Linked DNA regions of Mus musculus: regions 1, 3, 4 and 5 are each linked to region 2. The links are chromatin contacts, called in public HiCAR-type, capture Hi-C and promoter capture Hi-C maps. All regions are on one chromosome and are shown on one strand. The core of a region is the stretch at or near the end of the contact, and the rest is flanking DNA. Distances in the headings are between cores, read along the strand shown. Region 1 holds the start of Kcnn4 (potassium intermediate/small conductance calcium-activated channel, subfamily N, member 4). Region 2 holds the start of Ccdc97 (coiled-coil domain containing 97). Region 3 holds the start of Sertad1 (SERTA domain containing 1). Region 4 holds the start of Zfp607b (zinc finger protein 607B). Region 5 holds the start of Cadm4 (cell adhesion molecule 4).

The links. Promoter capture Hi-C pulls out the DNA fragments that hold promoters and counts their contacts. HiCAR-type assays count read pairs that join an accessible place to other places. Capture Hi-C pulls out chosen DNA fragments and counts their contacts.
Region 1: a capture Hi-C map of macrophages shows a contact between it and region 2, with 5 times the contacts expected there. The contact joins the promoter of Kcnn4 here to the promoter of Ccdc97 in region 2. A contact is called at or near these places in 1 of 115 datasets of contacts at active chromatin or transcription factors (pancreatic cancer cells) and 1 of 9 other capture datasets (macrophages).
Region 3: a contact with region 2 is called in a promoter capture Hi-C map of embryonic stem cells, with 4 times the contacts expected there. The contact joins the promoter of Sertad1 here to the promoter of Ccdc97 in region 2. A contact is called at or near these places in 3 of 39 promoter capture datasets (cranial neural crest, embryonic stem cells and frontonasal cranial neural crest) and 1 of 115 datasets of contacts at active chromatin or transcription factors (pancreatic cancer cells).
Region 4: a promoter capture Hi-C map of embryonic stem cells shows a contact between it and region 2, with 2.5 times the contacts expected there. The contact joins the promoter of Zfp607b here to the promoter of Ccdc97 in region 2. A contact is called at or near these places in 1 of 39 promoter capture datasets (embryonic stem cells) and 2 of 115 datasets of contacts at active chromatin or transcription factors (embryonic forebrain and microglia).
Region 5: a contact with region 2 is called in a HiCAR-type map of astrocytes, with 2.9 times the contacts expected there. The contact joins the promoter of Cadm4 here to the promoter of Ccdc97 in region 2. A contact is called at or near these places in 3 of 39 promoter capture datasets (the C10 cell line, cranial neural crest and hippocampal neurons) and 1 of 115 datasets of contacts at active chromatin or transcription factors (astrocytes).

What each region holds. Positions count from the first base shown.
Region 1 is chr7:24,368,256-24,371,821 of GRCm38.p6, forward strand. Kcnn4 (potassium intermediate/small conductance calcium-activated channel, subfamily N, member 4) reads left to right here and starts at 2,008. Exons shown (of 9, transcript NM_008433.4): 1 at 2,008-2,340. The coding sequence starts at 2,182.
Region 2 is chr7:25,717,548-25,720,779 of GRCm38.p6, forward strand. It overlaps Ccdc97 (coiled-coil domain containing 97), which reads right to left and starts at 1,488. Exons shown (of 5, transcript NM_028771.3): 1 at 1,371-1,488. The coding sequence starts at 1,419.
Region 3 is chr7:27,485,404-27,488,506 of GRCm38.p6, forward strand. It overlaps Sertad1 (SERTA domain containing 1), which reads left to right and starts at 1,550. Exons shown (of 2, transcript NM_018820.4): 1 at 1,550-1,675. Gm38972 (a long non-coding RNA gene) reads right to left here and starts at 1,557. Exons shown (of 5, transcript XR_881906.2): 1 at 1,322-1,557.
Region 4 is chr7:27,687,412-27,690,628 of GRCm38.p6, forward strand. It overlaps Zfp607b (zinc finger protein 607B), which reads left to right and starts at 1,929. Exons shown (of 6, transcript NM_001112731.1): 1 at 1,929-2,075.
Region 5 is chr7:24,480,012-24,483,439 of GRCm38.p6, forward strand. Cadm4 (cell adhesion molecule 4) reads left to right here and starts at 2,012. Exons shown (of 9, transcript NM_153112.3): 1 at 2,012-2,151. The coding sequence starts at 2,088.

The sequences.
Region 1 (3,566 bases), core at 758-3,257, 1.3 Mb before region 2:
TTCCTCAATTGCTCTGCACCTTGTGTGTTTATGCACTGTGTGCATGTGCCATGATACACACAAGAAAGTCAGAGGACAACCTGCAGGGGTCTGTTCTCTCCTTCCACCATACAGGCTCTGGGATTTGAACTCAGTTAGTGCCCTTAAACCCCATGAGTCTTGTCACTAGTCCTGCACCTCATTTTTTGGAAACTTCGTCTTTCACACCAACAGGAACTCACTGATTCGATTAGAATGGCTCCACCCATCTGACTACATCATCTCCCCACTCAGGGCTGGGGTTGCAGGTATGTGCCTGTGCACCTACGGTTTTTTTTTTTTAACTACTTGTTTTATTTTAGTCTTATTTGTGCTTGAGCATGCATTCGTGGCGTGTGTGTGTGTGTGTGTGTGTGTGTGTGTGTGTGTGTGTGTAAATGTGCATGTAACACCCAGTCTGACTCAGTGAAATAGCTCTGTTACTTATATCAGGATATATGCCCACGCTGAGGGCCTTTCTCTTCCCTGAGTGTGGTGTTTGTGTGGCCATGCACATGGGAGTATAACGGGTATGTGTATTGTGCGTGATGTTGGATTGATGGTGTGCTAATCTGGACGTTGGTGTTCTTGTGGGTCCGAATCCAACCCCATCCCCTCCAAAGGGTTCATATCATCCTGGACTGTGTCCTGTGTGGCTAGAATGTCCTAGAATGTCCAACGCTGGGTAGGCGTTGCTTGCACACTTCCATTGACTGTTCTCTGTGCTAAGGTATGCAGAGTGTCAAGTGCACCAGTGTATGTCAGGATCAATGTCAGGTGTGTGTGTGTGTGTGTGTGTGTGTGAGTCCCACACACAATGATGTGAGCTAGTGTGCATTTCCTGTTTTCTGGGCGCTGGATGACAGTGTCTGCCACCACAGGTGTTTACACATATGGGGCATCTCTCTGTGTTTCACATTCACACCCCCTTGTGTGTCTGTTGACGCATGTGTGTTGTGCCTGGTGATTCTTACAAATTGGTGTGCTCAGACCTGCTGTGTATTTGTGTGGCTCCTGGTACATGTCCCGTGTGGTCGTTGATGCTTAGCTCTTTGTATCGTAGAATATTATAGTGTTTTACTTGGTTTTGGTTTTGGAAACAGGGTCTCATGTGGCCCAGGCAGACCTTGAACTCATAGTTGACAATGATTGAGACCTGCTGATCCTCCTGGCCCCAGTTTCCTAGTACCAAGAGTCAGGCATGCACCATTGCCCACTTTATGCCATGCTGGGATCTACCTCAGAGAGTCTGTGATTCAAAGGAGCCCACTAACAGCTGCACTCCATCCCTGGTCCCACTTAAAAATTATCATTTAAGATTTATTTTTTTTTATGCGCATGCATGTATGTGAATATCAGCCACATGTGTCAGGGGCTCCCAAAAACCAGGAAAAGGGCGTCATCTCCTGGAGTTGAAGTTACAGGTGGTTTCAAGCCACCCACCCAGCAAGTAGGTGCTAGAAACGGAAGTTATACTCCTCTGGAGAGGAGCGCTCACTTTCACTCGCTGTGCCTGACTTTCCAGCCCCTCCCCCGCCCCACTTTGAATGTGTGACTGCGTGAGCTCAACCTTTGGGTGGCCCCGTGTGCAATGGGACGCTGCTGCCCTGCTAAGTGCTGGCGTGTGTCACACCATGTGTGTGTGTGGTGTCTGGGTGTGGCTGTGGGTTTCTGAACTTTCAGGAGTGTGAGTCACTTCTGTGGAGGTTGTGTGGTGTGTGCTGGTGTGTTGGGCTCCGTCTCCGGTCTGTCATAGGGTGCTCTGTGGTGTCTGGGTGTGGTGGGGGTTTTAGGTGTGTACCACAGAGTGCAAACGGTTGGAGAGTCACAACCTATTGTGTCAGTGTGTCTTTGCCCACGTGGATGAACTCTTCTTCCTTGCCCGGGACCACAAGACACACCCCAGCCCCTCCTTAGTCTTAGAAGGGAATGGGATAGCCAGCCTCCCCCTACCCAGGGACCTCCCCGTCCCTCCCCGCCCTGCCCTGCCTGCTGCAGTTACCACTCCCCAGAGGGCACAGGGCTAGGCTGTGCCTTCCAGCAAAAGTCCCAGAGTGAGCAGAACAGGCCGCTGGCCTGGAAGCCAAGCTGGCTGCCATTTGCGTACTGAGAGGTGGGGGACCCTGGGCAGGAAGCTGGCTGAGCCCCAAGACCTCAGGGGCCATGGGCGGGGAGCTGGTGACTGGCCTGGGGGCCCTGAGACGGAGAAAGCGCCTGCTGGAGCAGGAGAAGAGGGTGGCCGGCTGGGCGTTGGTGCTGGCGGGAACTGGCATCGGACTCATGGTTCTGCACGCTGAGATGTTGTGGTTCCTGGGCTGCAAGGTGAGTGGGGCCTTCCACCGAGCAGGGAAGGGACGGGGAGCCTGGTGTGAGGGAGGAGGGCTGGGGTCTGCACCCCTGGGTCTGAGGGAGGAGGGCTGGGGTCTGCACCCCTGGGTCTGAGGGAAGAGAGCTGGGGTCTGCACCCCTGGGTGTGAGGGAGGAGGGCTGGGGTCTGCACCCCTGGGTCTGAGGGAAGAGGGCTGGGGTCTGCACCCCTGGGTCTGAGGGAAGAGAGCTGGGGTCTGCACCCCTGGGTGTGAGGGAGGAGGGCTGGGGTCTGCACCCCTGGGTGTGAGGGAGGAGGGCTGGGGTCTGGACCCCTGGGTCTGAGGGAGGAGGGCTGGGGTCTGATCCCCTGGGTCTGAGGGAGGAGGGCTAGGGTCTGGACCCCTGGGTCTGAGGGAGGAGGGCTGGGGTCTGATCCCCTGGATCTGAGGGAAGAGAGCTGGAGTCTGCACCCCTGAGTGTGAGGGAAGGGGACTGGGGTCTTACACCCCTGAGTGTTAGAGAGCAAAGCTAGGAGATCTTATACTCCTGGGCATGAGGGAGGAAGGCTGGCATCTTCCACCCCGGGGTGTGAAGAAGAGAGGAGAGCTGGGGTGTGAGGGAGAAAGGTTGGGGTCTGCACCCCTGGGTGTGGGAGAAGAGAGCTGGTCTGGACTCCTGGGTCTAAGGGAGGAGAACTGAGGTCTTACACTTCTTAAGGTCTAAGAGAAGAAGGCTGGGTCTGGACCCCTGGATGTGATGGAGGTAGATGGGGGGTCTGTACCCCTGAAACCTGAGCTAGTGTGATATCGTCCTCCCCCCAGCTCCCCCCAACCTACACACACACACACACACACACACACACACACACACACACGCACACACACGTACGCACACATGGGAGACAGTTCTCAGTGTTAGCCTTTGGGTAAGTGTTATCAGACAGACCACTGGGGGTCTGGGCCTTGTTGAGGCCCATACAAGGCTGATCCTTGATAGCCTAGCTCTGGTGAAGGGAGGGCTGGCAAGGGAGAAAGACGTTGTCATTAGGCGTCTCCTTGCTCCTTATCTAGCCACTGCCATTTACCCAGTGCCACCAGGCAGTGCTCTGAAGTAACTGACAGAGGAGACTGTGGGGAGTGGAGCCTTCACCCCACCCTTACCATACAGAAGTGCCATTACCCCCAGAAGGCACCACTCACCAGATAGTGGTCTACTGTGGTTTGAAATCCTTCATCCCT
Region 2 (3,232 bases), core at 238-2,737:
AATCAAGTAGATTGAATAGCCATGAATGGACGTCCCTGGGGATCCTACCTGACTGGAACAAGTTCAGGGTGGAGAGCACGCTGTAGTAGGTGATGGGTAAGAAAATTATGAGCAGTGTCTTGGCAGTGCTAGGAGGACAGGCCTGCTCTACCACACACAGTTTAGATGGTGCTGGGGATTGAACCCAGGGCCTCAGGCATGCTATGCAAACATCCCACTAATAAGCTACGGCCTTAATCCCTGGCTTTGAACCTTCTAGGCTCCTGACTATAGGCCCATTTCACCACATCTTGCCCCAGATTCTCTTTTATGGCTTCATGGTAGCAAATGTGATTGGCATTTGTAAGGCTTGAGGCCCAGCACCAGAAAGTTTAAAAGATACATACAATTTTGTTACAGAAAATGTTAATATATATACTTTGAAGCAGGGCCTCATAGTACAGGGTTTGACTTTGTAGTCTGGAACTCACTATGTAGTTTAGGATGTCTTCAAACTTAAGGGTAATCTCCTGCCTCAGTCTCCCAAGTGCTGGGGTTACAGATATAAATCACCACAATTGGAGATTATCAAAGATTGAAACACACACTAGAACACACCTCTGCCTCTACATTCATAATCTGCTATTCAGCTTCAGTAACTCCCAGTTCCAAGTTGTCATCGCACATCAGACTACTATGAAACATTAAAGACAGGCGTGGTGGCACAGGGCTGTAAACTCAGTACCTTGGGACCTGGGATTGGAGGACAGCAATTTGGAGGCTGACCTTGGCAATAATAAAAGGCTGTGAACAAAACCCCAAAACAAAACAAAACAAAAGCCCCCGCCCCCGCCCCCCCAAGCCAATACTTGTAGGAAGTCAGTAGCAAAGTAAAAGGCATTGAAGGTGCGAGGGAGAAAGGACCTAAAGGGGCGGAATGAGAACTTTAGGACCTAAAGAGGCAGACGTTGGGGTCAGGAAGGGTTAGAATGCAATGGGGGCTGTTGGTTTGATGTGAGCTTTCATGGGACAAGAGGAGAGCTAGCTTGGGATACGGAGAAACTCAGGTTGGCACAGAAATGATGTTAACTTGAGAAAGGTTGGTCTGAGACTGGAAGAATCTGCAGGAGAGTTGTTATTTGCTTGAAGCGTTGGCATGGTAAAAAAAAAAGTGGGTTAGCCTAGGACATGGAAAGGGGTTCATTTCAAAGAAGAAGGGAAACGTCAACCTGCTACAAGGCCGAATAACCAGACCCACAAGGTGGACCAAGTGTTGAAAGTGCCAGTAAGCGGCGGTCAGACTTCCTAGAGTCCTCAGCGCTTGCCGGAACCATTTCCTGGTCACACCGCAAGAGCACCCTCCGGTCACCTGAGCCTGGCAAACGTCTCACCATTATCCGGCTTCCTCTCCGTCACCTCTGCAGCTGCCACCGCCTCCATAACAGGTCTCTTCAACACAGTAACCGCCACAGCGGGCTCCGGAAGCCAGGCTGGACCCTAGGTACCCGCAGGTACTTCCGGTTACGCAAGCGTCTTTATGCGGCACCCAAGCATCAAAGTTCCGGGTCAAAGGCGGGCCTTCTCTTATGCGCATGCGTAGCCCCGCTGATGGATCTTAAACCTATCAAATGGGAAAGTCAGCGGGGACCGTGTGTCATTTGATCGCTACTCTAACTTGAGGTCCTCGTGTGTTAATATTTGGAGTGGTTGTATTGGCCCTATCGCATAGACCCTCGAGTCCTCTTAAAAATACTTATGCGGTCAGAAGACAACTTATGGGAGTGTGGATAAAATTCAGTCAAGGTTGGCAGCAAGCATCTTTAACCGCCGAACCATCTCATCCAACTTTGTGCTCTCTGTAGATTTGACTTCCTTCTATCATCACATCCAGCCTGTAGGGCTGGCATGAGATTAAATTGGGGGGAGAACCTTTGTGTTTCCAAACAAGAAGGAAACCTGCAGATATGAGGAATTCGCTGTGTAAAAGGGAAGGACCTGCTCACCACAGGCAGGGTCAGAGACTTTCTGGCAGGGATAAAGCCCCCAGATGAGACCTGAAAGGCATGGGCAGGAGTTAGGAAGTACTTCAGGCAGTTTTGCTGACAAAGGTACTTCTGGGTGCTGTTAACTGTTTACTATGCAGAGCATACAGCACTCAGGAGACAGAGGCAGGGATATCACTGAGGGTTTGACGAAATCTTGTCTTGAATAAGGCCGGCCAGGGTTACATGGCAAGTTTTTCTCAAGAAAGCAAAAAATAAAAGATTATTGGAAGCTGGGCAGTGGTGGTGCACACCTTTAATCCTAGCACTTGGGAGGCAGAGACAGGCAGATTTCTGAGTTCGAGGCCAGCCAGGTCTACAGAGCGAGTTCCAGGGCAGCCAGAGAACCCAGACTCAAAAAAAAAAATGGAGGCCACGTGTCAGTGTCAGATCATAAAGGGCTTCGTAGCCCTATGAGGTGTTTGGAACCCATAAGGTTTGGGGTAGGGAACCAAGGAAAGGAACTGGAGATCACAACGAGGAAGGTGGTGCATTAATCTTGAAACAGGTTTGGAAGAGTTAGAACTTGGTAAGCATTCCCGACATTTGGGGAATGGCCTGGTAAAAACCCAGCTGCATCACCAGGAATGGCCAGCAGAGGGCGATGCTGCCCAACACACATATGCCAAGAGCAGCATTTCCCAGGCTAGGGACAAGGACCCCTCCTTACCTTCTCCTAGAGCAACTTGACAAGTGTCTCTCCTCCCCTTCCCCCCTCCCCCAGACAGGGATTCTCTGTATAGCCCTGGCTGTCCTGGAACTCAGAAATCCACCTGCCTCTGCCTCCCAAGTGCTGGGATTAAAGGAGCGTGCCACCACAGCCCAGTGACAAGTATCTTTTAGGCACCGACATGGTCCCCCCTCAGCCTTGCATCTACTCCCTCCTGGTGTCTAGCCATGTTGCACCTAGGTCCTGGGGCACTGTAAGTGGTATGCATACCTTTGGATACAGGCTCTTGTCACAACCCCCAGCTTCTTTTGATAGGTTGTGGCTCTTCAAAGGCTCCCTAGTTTCTACAAGGGAGCTGGGCGAGCTGCCCACACACTGCATCAGATGTGAAAAACACAGCTTGCACAGGAGAAATGAAGCTAGAAAGGACAGTGGGCTAGAGTCCCACCCCACAGCTCACCCTGCATTTTCCTCTTTTCCAGAAAGCCCTGCCTATTACTTCAGGGTCTCTCTAAATGCTTGGCGCTGTAACTGGTTACAA
Region 3 (3,103 bases), core at 300-2,799, 1.8 Mb after region 2:
TGTTTCTCCACACATGGTTTCTCTGTAGCCCTGGAGACAGAACTCAGCTTGTCACTTAGCAGCACCAGTGTCTTTACCCACTGAGCCACCTCCTCAGCCCAGCATTCTACTGTTTGGATTTGTGTTTGTGCTTGTTTGGCTGTTTATGTAGTACGTGTATCGAGTGACTGAGAAAGTCAGAATAGGGTGTTGGATCTTCTAAAACTACAGTTATAGGCAGTCATGAGCTGCCATGTGGGTGCTGAACTGAACCTGAACCAGGAGCCGAGCCTGGTCCTCTGCAAGAGCAACAAGTACTCTTAGCCACTGAGCCACCTCTCCAGCCCTTAATGTTCTACTCTTAGTAAATCATCAGGCTATTTTACTTTATTTTATTTTTCAGTGCTGTAACCAAGTGCAGGTGTTTAACATGCTGAAATGTGAGGCAAGCACTCTTTCACTAAACTGTACCTTTCCAAACATATTTTAAGAATAGCTGAAGGCCAGGTGTGGAGCGCAGGCCTTTAACCCCAGCTCTCAGGAGGCAGAGGTTAGTGAATCTCTGAGTTAGAGGCCGCCTGGTCTATAGATTGAGTTACAGGACAATCATGGCTGTTGCCCAGAAAAACCCTGTCTCAAAATAAACGAAAACCCAAAACCAAGACAAAGAGACAAACAAAAACATACACAAAAACTAAACTAAAACCCAACTAACCAAACAACCAAAAAAAAAAAAAAAAAGAATATTAGGTGTGGCATAAGTCTCTGGTTCCAGTCACTGACAGGCTGAGGAGGGTTGGTTGCTCTGTTTCCCAGGCTAACTTGGGCAAGTTAGTGAAACTGTCGCAAAAAAAAAAAAAAAAAAAAAAAAAAGTTCGTCGGTTTTTTTTGCTAGTTTGTTTTGTTTTGTTTTGTTTTGTTTTAAGACAGGATCTCACTCTGAGGTCCAGGCTGGATTCAAATCCACTAAGTAGTCCGGCTGCAAACTCAAAGCAATCCCCCATACTTTAGTTTTCCCATACTGGGGTTATGGGTGTGAACAACCACGCCCCGCAGGAAATTATTTTCAGGGACTTAAACTGCTGCCCAAAGTCACACAGCTCCTCCGGAACTGATGCCCAGGACGTGACTCTGGTGTCGTTCCGTCCCCCCCTTACTCCCGTCTTTAATCATAGTAGAATCCAGTTGTCTCACTGTATTGAGTCCAGTATCCTAAGCCCTACTGAGAAAACTGTTAATTTTGTAACTCTCAAGAAGTAGGTCCTCTTCCAGAAGTCATACAGTTTTCTAAAATAACACATGAAGTGACAGGCCTGTACTTTTTAAAGTACAAAACCCCTACCTGTCATCGCCCCACAAGGGAAATCGCTACCAGAGCTGTCCCTTCGCTCAGGCAGTCCTCCTGGGCATGCGCTTTAGGGACAACCTCCCCCCTCCTTCTGGAACGGCCCCGCTCAGGCTCCGCCCACCACCACCAACGAGAGCCGATCCCTGAGCTGCAGGGCGGGGCTGCCACGCGAGTGGGCGGGAACTAGGGATAGTCGAGTGTCTGGAGTCGTGCGCCGGAGTCAGAACTGCGCCTACCGTCCCAGGTGTCGGTTGCTGGAGCAGAACAAGCTAGCGATGCTACGGCAGCCGCTTCCTGATTGGCTGCGTGTGGCTCCCTCTTCGTTCTGATTGGCCGCGAGTGATCTGTGTATGTAAATGAAGGGGCCTGGTGGGGAAAGACGGGGGTACGGGGGGCCGGGTTCTTTAGGGTGTTCGATACCTCAGCTAGGTAGATGGTGGCCGGGGCTGACCGGGATCGAGCGCCCAGGGCCTGTATGTGTCGCCCGCCCGGGCCGGGCTGGGTGAATCACGTCGGAGCCCGAGAAGGGGGCGGAGGCGCCGGCTCCCTGGCTCCGGCTGCGTGACTCACCCGCCCCCGCCGCCGCCGCTCCGGGAGGAGCCGCCTCCGCTGCCTTCCGGAAGCGAGGGAAGGCCGGGCTCACTGAGCGGCCCGCGGGGGTCGCGGCTCGCTGTGGCCCGGGAGGGACAGGCGGTACCCTGGGGAATCTAAAGGATCCCGGGGTCACTGGGGCCGGAGTCCCCGGGGGAGCCCAGGTTGGAGTACCGCTAGGGGGCGCCGGGACTCGGGGGGGCGGAGTCGGGGTGGGGGCTGAATTCCTGCGGTTCCCGGCTCCCGGGTCTTCAGCGAAAAGGGCAAAGACTGGATTTTTAGTGTCTTGCTAGGTCTAGGCAGCGTCCCCGGGACTGAGACCCTGCGGCCTTTATGCCCCCGTTAGATTAGGCTAGGGGCTTCAAACTCTAGTCCTCTTGGAAGAAAGTACCGATTTTCAAACTTCTGTCAATGACTTACTCCCGCGGCCCTTCAGGGTTTCCCTTGTCTCTCTCTTTCCTCAATAAGTTCGGGACCCTTACTTCCTTGAGTGACTACTAACAGCTTAGGCTTTAAACCCAAGCGGCCAGCATCCCAGTGAGTACAGCAGTCGGAAGGCAGGCAGTTCAGGCCCACTTCTATCTCCAAACCTACACACACACACACACACACACACACACACACACACACACACACACATGATGCTGCCCCGCCACCGATCTTTCCCCAGGCAGCAGCTACCGGGGATCCTCTAGAGACCTTGCCAACTAACGTCACCATTCATCTTCCTGCCTAGACCCTACCCTCCATGACTCTGTCCTGACACTCTGAAAATCCAAGCCTCCTATTCCTGCCCGCGCCTCCTCCTGCTTGCTCCCCACCCCCACCGGGACTCCTACTGTGTCACACTCTCTGCGCCTGCTCCTAGTGTGTGGTGGCCTTCTTTTTTTTTTTTTTTTTAAACTCCCCAGTTCAGGTTTACCTCTCTCTGTCTTCCTTTGGCTCTTTCAGGAAAGCCTGGCCCTGCTTCTCCATAGCCTACAGTGCAAACAGCAGGACTCAGCTTCAATGTACTTATCTTTCTTAGAAAAACCTGCCTTGACTACCTCCCAGGATGGCATCTTCCTACCACTTTCTGTACATTTGACCATAGAGTTCCATGCATAGCAGATACTCTGTATTGAACTGTGTAAGATGGCTGTATTTGTAATCAAGGAATGGAACACACCTGTAATCCTAACCCCT
Region 4 (3,217 bases), core at 679-3,178, 2.0 Mb after region 2:
GGTGGCTTTGTCACATGGAATGAGGGACTCCACTCTGGTCTGTCGGGCCTCATGTCCTCGATTATTATAAAATGAACTATTTTTAAAATATAAATGTATTTATATCACAGTGTGAAGTAATCTGGTGGTTGCATTTCTTTTAACTTTTGTTAGTCCCCAGTAACCACACAGAGAAACAAAGCTGCACCCAGATACTGGGCAATTATTGATCTATTAATCCTAATCTGGGCAATTATTGATCTATTACATCCTAATCTGGGCAATTATTGATCTATTAATCCTAATCTGGGCAATTATTGATCTATTAATCCTAATCTGGGCAATTATTGATCTATTAATCCTAATCTGGGCAATTATTGATCTATTAATCCTAATCTGGGCAATTATTGATCTATTAATCCTAATCTGGGCAATTATTGATCTATTAATTCTAATCTGGGCAATTATTGATCTATTAATCCTAATCTGGGCAATTATTGATCTATTAATCCTAATCTGGCTACCTGCTCCATCCCACGTTGCTTGCATATTATCACAGATCTGGTTCTTTGGGATTCAGATGTTTTTTTCTCATGGCATCTTTTCAGACCCTCTCCTCCTCCTGGTGATCTGAAACTCCCTCTCTCATTCCTCCCCCTGGCTGGGAGACGTGCTGCCCTGTTTTCTCTCTGCCCAGCCTTTGGGCAATCTGCATTTATTGTCAGGGCAGAGAACAAATGGTAAGATTTTGTTTATAGAACTTGAAACACGAGAGTTTTTTTTAAAAAATCTAAGTATTACAATGTCATTTTCAGATAGAAACAAGAGGTGAGGGCAGAGAAATGACCATTTGAAAACCCCAAGGATAACCTTTCCACGGGGCACAAAACCATTCTGACCACAGTTCATCTCAAACTCAGGTGCTCCCGTGGGCTTAGTGGGATGGAGACTTCCGTGAGCTCCCGACTGCAGCAGCCGGTGCCTTTGTGGCCACAGCACTGTCTGTATAGTGGGTTTCAGATGCACGGTTTCCCCATAGATCTGGCTCTGTAGATGGCCTATTGGTCCAACCGAGGATGTGAAATCTGAGCGCTAAAGAGGGTTCTTCATCGGGTGTCCTGAGCAGACTAAGGGACAGCCACAATGCCGCTGTGTAACGGGACATGTTCAACAACTTCCTCAGCAGGACAGGCGCATACTGAAGATTTGATATGCCATCTTAGGCAAATGGGGGCTGGGAACAAGGTGTTTGAAGCTGGTGTATACTGTGGCTTCTGGTTGCTGTGAAGAAAAGTTCAGACTCCCATAAGCTGTCTTCCCGGCAAACCTGGAATTCTTCTTCTTTTTTTTTTAACTTGGAATTTTTATGATTCTGTTTACTTACCTTATGGTTCGTTGAGATCTGATATGAGATTTGGGTATGCGGGAATTGACTTGCTAAAAGGTCCTTTGTGTAACAATCACAAAAGCCCTCCTGCGAAGCTGTTAGCCGTTTAGTTCAGCTCACCAGAATGGATCCCTCTGCTTCTGGGAAGCCTAAATTCATTCTGCAGTGTCCCTCTTTCTTTGATCGTTCAGAAAAACCCAGAACACTGACAAAGTCCCACCAGAGCACAGCGAGGTGGAACCCTGCAGTGGGTCTCAGGCAAAGCGTATTCAATTACATCTCGATCCAATTTTACTTCCTAGCCTGCGTTTAAAACTTAGGCTCACCTGTCTTCTCCACAGGGGTGAAACCCAGTTACTCACAGAACCCGGAAGTACACACACACACAGAGAGAGAGAGAGAGAGAGAGAGAGAGAGAGAGAGAGAGAGAGAGAGAGAGAGAGAGAGAGAGAGAGAGAGAGAGAGAGAGAGAAGGGCACCATCCCTGGGAACTCCCACAAAGCACAGGGCGCAGCTGCCAGATGGGCTGGCCCAGGTTGCATGCTGGGATATCCCAGAACTATGAAGCATTATATTTCTTGTAGTTTGGGACAAGGGGACTACATTTCCCAGGCAGCATAGGGTCGGAAGTAGATAACTTCTGGTGTGCAGGCGGAGCTACCCCGGATGGTCAGGTGGGAATCAGAAGTCACTGGTTGGCCTCCACAGAGTAAGGCGGGAGACCGCAGGCGGGTGTGGGTGTGGCGAATGGGTGTTGATGTGTGGGCGTGTAGGAACTGTGGTGTGTGTACGTGTGTGTATGTGCGTGTGTGTCTGTCAGTGTCTAACTGTATACACACCTTGAGCTCTCTGCATAATCTGTGTCTCTTTGCTTGTCGCTGTCTGCTCCTGCTTTCTCTCAGGGACACAGGGACTAAAGCAGAGGACCAAGCTTCAGTAAGGGGAGGTCAGGTGCGGGGTCTGAAGGGAAGCTTTCCCCGAGGCTCAGACTTGAGCTTAGGGCTATAATTTAAGGACGGGGGTGTCGTCTAGGAGGGAGGGTACTTGTTGAGCTCCGTGACTGTCTCAGAGCTCTGCCGAATCTGAATATCGAGGGAAGAGAAGGAAAGTTCTCACTGAGGATGCTCTCAAATGTAGTCTGCGATCTCATGTATACTCGGGTTCCCTGCTTAGGCCATTATTCAAGAGGGAGGCTGGAGAATAATGAAAATATTATCGCTACCCATCTAAGATTCAAGAGTGAGTGCTCTTTTCGGTTTGAGAACTGAGGTTTTAGTTTTAGAATATAGAATTGTTAGGAAATGAAGCAGGAGCATGCAAATTTACAACTGCACTATTGTCCTTAGTGTCCCCTCCCGTTCCAGCTAGTATTCACATTATCATTTCAGTGACCCTTGATGTCTTCTGTCGACAATCCCATCTTTTTCCCAAGCTGTTTTCCATAGGGACCTACAGAGGTTAGCATTAGGGCTTTCAAACGCTGCTGTTCTACATCTGATTTCTATTTCCATGGCATCACAAGACAGGAAAAGAATGCAGTCGATAGATGGTCTGTTCGCTTGTGAGGATTTCGGGAGTGGGAAAGTGATAGCACTGAAGGACTTCATCTAACTTATATTTTTGTCACGAGTACACTTGCCATCTACTCTCTAAGACTTTACAAACTATTAATCCCAGTCACCATGTTTCATGACACATCTCCCAACTCTCTCGCTTATGGTATAGATCTACCTCCCACTCTCGACCCCGATGCTGCACATCCAGCCTCCGCCACTCAAACCCCAGTAACCGGCATCTTACTGTTCCTAGGAGAAAACAGCTTCAGATTCTACATGACTGAGACCATGGGGG
Region 5 (3,428 bases), core at 762-3,261, 1.2 Mb before region 2:
GCCTACAGATATACACACCTAGAAAGACACAAACACACACATCCACAAAGAAACACACAGACATGCACACACACAGAAAGACACAAACACAGAAAGATACACACACACACACACACACACACACACACACACACACACGAACATTAATCCCTTTGTAAGCCACTAAAAGGATGGACACTTAATCCAACTACGATGCTTAGATGCTCAGAGGTGGGGCCTCTGGGGCTGCATCAGTGAAGTCATCCGGGTGGATCCCTCATGATTGAACACTGGCAGCTGGGTGAGCAGAGACCAGGAGACACACGTGTGCTTTCTGTCTCCCGCCACGTGACACCCTGAGGACTCTCAACAAAAAGGCCCTCGGCAGATGCAGTTCCCGAGAGCTTGCCAAAGTAAAGCTTCCTTCAGAACTCATCCAATCTCTGTCACCAAGTTACTGGCAACAAAAAACCGGTTAATAGACCCTGAACAAGTATTCCCGAAACAGTCTCTCACCTCGCTCGCATCACAGAGATGAGCGGCTTTGTACTCCGTCCCCTAATCTACGTGGTGAGCCGAGAATTGGGAAGAAATGCAGCTGCTCACAGCTGTGGGTGGATATGGAGCTACGGTAGAGAACAGAGAGGCTGCTGGGAGCCTTGGTCCTTGAAACAAGATGCTAGGAGTTTTGGTCCTGACATAAGAGTTGATGAATTTGGGACTAAAGACAGAGAGGATGCTGGGAGCTAGGCACTGGACAGGAAGTGTGTCATGTGATGATGACCCTTGGTTGACCTGGATATACAACAGTTTAGAAGTGATGGAGAGAAAATAAAAAGCCGAGCTTTTCAGAATGGGCATATGTTGACCCAGTTTACCTGCTGTCCCTGAGTCCTGTGAGAGGCAGAGGCCACCAGCACCTCACTTTCTTCCTCTTCTTGGTCCTATGAGTCATAAGCCTGCTCCAGGCCTTCAGGTGGCCACAGGGGTGGGTTCAGGGGAACCCACACCCAAGAAGAAAAAAGAGAGCAAAGTTTGGAGGGATGAGTCAGCCCCCCAGGATGAGGAACAGAACCTGAAAGGCAGAGTCACACAGACAGACTTGACTGGACAGTGTGGGAAAGAGTACAGCGTCTGGATGCCATACCTGGAAGATTGCCCCAGGCAGGGGCTTCGCTCTCCCCAGGGCCTAGGGTTAAGACTTCCTTCCAGTCTGGTTAGCTTTCTGGAGGCCCCTCCCAGGGAAAGAAGACTGAAACTTGGCGAGTCATGGTCAGGACTAGAGGGAGGGAGCGGACACTATTCTATGCCCTGCCCAAAGAAGTCCATACCTGCTCAGCCACCCGCTGCTGCCCAGCCTCTCAGTCTTTCCCTGCCCACATTCACTGTGGCATCATCACACTCCTCTCCCCCAAAGCTCACACTCACAGCACACGCCAGCACCCCGCACCTTCGCGCGCTTCCGAGCATCGCCCTCTCGCGCATCTCCCAAGCATCTCCCACGCACCCCCTATGGGTTTCCCAAGCAGCTTCTGCACAACCCCCGTGCATCTTCCCCGCATCTCCCGTGTGTCTTCTATACATTCCCCCGTGCATCTCCCGCGCCTCTCCCACGCATCTCTCGTGCATCTTCCGCGCACACTCCGGTGCATCTCCTGCGCATCTTCCCCGTGTCTCCCGTGCAGCGTCCTCTAGGGAGCTCCGCTAGTCCAGGCTACGCCTGCGCGCACACGCACGCACACCTTTGCACCTTCACACGACCCTCACGACCTTCCGCTCTCCCAAGTCCTCCCCCACTGGCTCCCACGACGCCGTCACGCTCACGCCCTGCCCTCGCGCCCGGGTCCGCATGCTGTCCTGCTCTCCCACCCCCGTGCGCGCCCTTCCGCGCTCCCGTCCTCCCTCTCCCCGCATTGTCTGGGCCCCTCTGTCCCCGTCCGGTCCCCGCCCCTTAGCTGACGCCACGCCCACCAAGGCGCGCAGTGGGCGGAGCAGAGGGCGGGACTGGACTCGGGGGCGGGGTCGACGGCGCGGGAGGTGCAGGTGCCGGGCCGGGAGCGAGCGGCGGCGGCGGTGGCGGCGGCGGTGGCGGCGGCGGCGGCGGCACCATGGGCCGGGCCCGGCGCTTCCAGTGGCCGCTGCTGCTGCTGTGGGCGGCCGCGGCGGGGCCAGGTAGGGTGACGGAGGTGGGGGCCGGGTCGGTGGGCTGGATCGGGGTGACGAGGGAGGTGTGCGTATTGCGGTCGGGTTGGGGAGGGGGTCTCGTCGCTGTGACAGCTGGGTCGCCTGGGGGCCTGCAGAGGCCGGAACAATGCGCTGCGTGGGGGGGGGGGGCTGCGGGAGACCCTCGTCCCCGGGACAAAGCGCAGCGCGGGCCAGGAGCCCAGAGCCGCGGGCAGGGGAGGGGGGACGCGGGCCCCGGCCGCCGTGCCGCAGCCCCCCCACCCCGCACAGGCCCCGATCCCGCGGGGACAAAGGGCCCGAGACCCTCCCTCCCCCTATGTCCCCAAGCCCTCCTTCTCCAGGCCGGTCCCACTGTCCTTCGGTCCTAGTCTTTAGATCTCTCTCTCTCTCTCTCTCTCTCTCTCTCTCTCTCATTTTCCCCCAGCCCTTGTCCTCTGTCCCTCAGTCTTCAAGTCCTGTCCTTCCTTCCCTCTGTCCTCCTTTCTCCTTGTTTCCCCCTTCCCGTTTCTCCACGCCGCCTTTGTCCCCCACCTCTGTCCCTTTTTCCTGGGTCACTCTGCCTGCCCCCCATCCTCTATTCACTCTGCCGCCTCCTGTGCTGCTGTCGTCCCTCTATGTCCCCATTCACCATCTCTCTCCCCGTCTCCTTGACATCCTGTATCTCTTCCCTTCTCTGTCCCCTATCATTCTCCCATTTCTCTAGCAGCCTCTGTTGCCTAGCTGCCTCCTTTCTCCTCTCTACCCCACTGTCTCCCTCTCCCCCAAATCTGCTTCCTCTCTCCATGCATCCTCCATCCTCCTTTTCCCATCTCTGTATCCCTCCTCGCTCCTGGAGAAGAGTGGTGTCAGGCAGGGCAGTGACAGTATAGATGTGTGAAGTGGCATATAGGGAACATTGGCATGTGAGCACACACGTGGATTCCACAAATGTCTCCCCCAAACCCTCCCACCCGTTCACACATCCAAGCCACACTTCACAGAAGAGCCCCCTCCAGGACATCCACATGTCTTTCTCACTCACTATGGGAATCTGGAGGACCCCCCAGCCCCCACCCAAGACACGGTGACCCTGAGGCTGGGGACAAGGTCAGGAAATGTCACCTGAATGCTCACACTTAGAACCCTGTGTTTCTTATATCCACCATGGGACACTCCCCTGCGGTGGGTCAAGTTACTTTGCCCAGGAATCCATCATGGGGAGGCTGCTGGTGAGCAAAGGCAGGGCTGAGGTCTCCTATAGGGAGTTGAGAATTGGGACCAGGTGG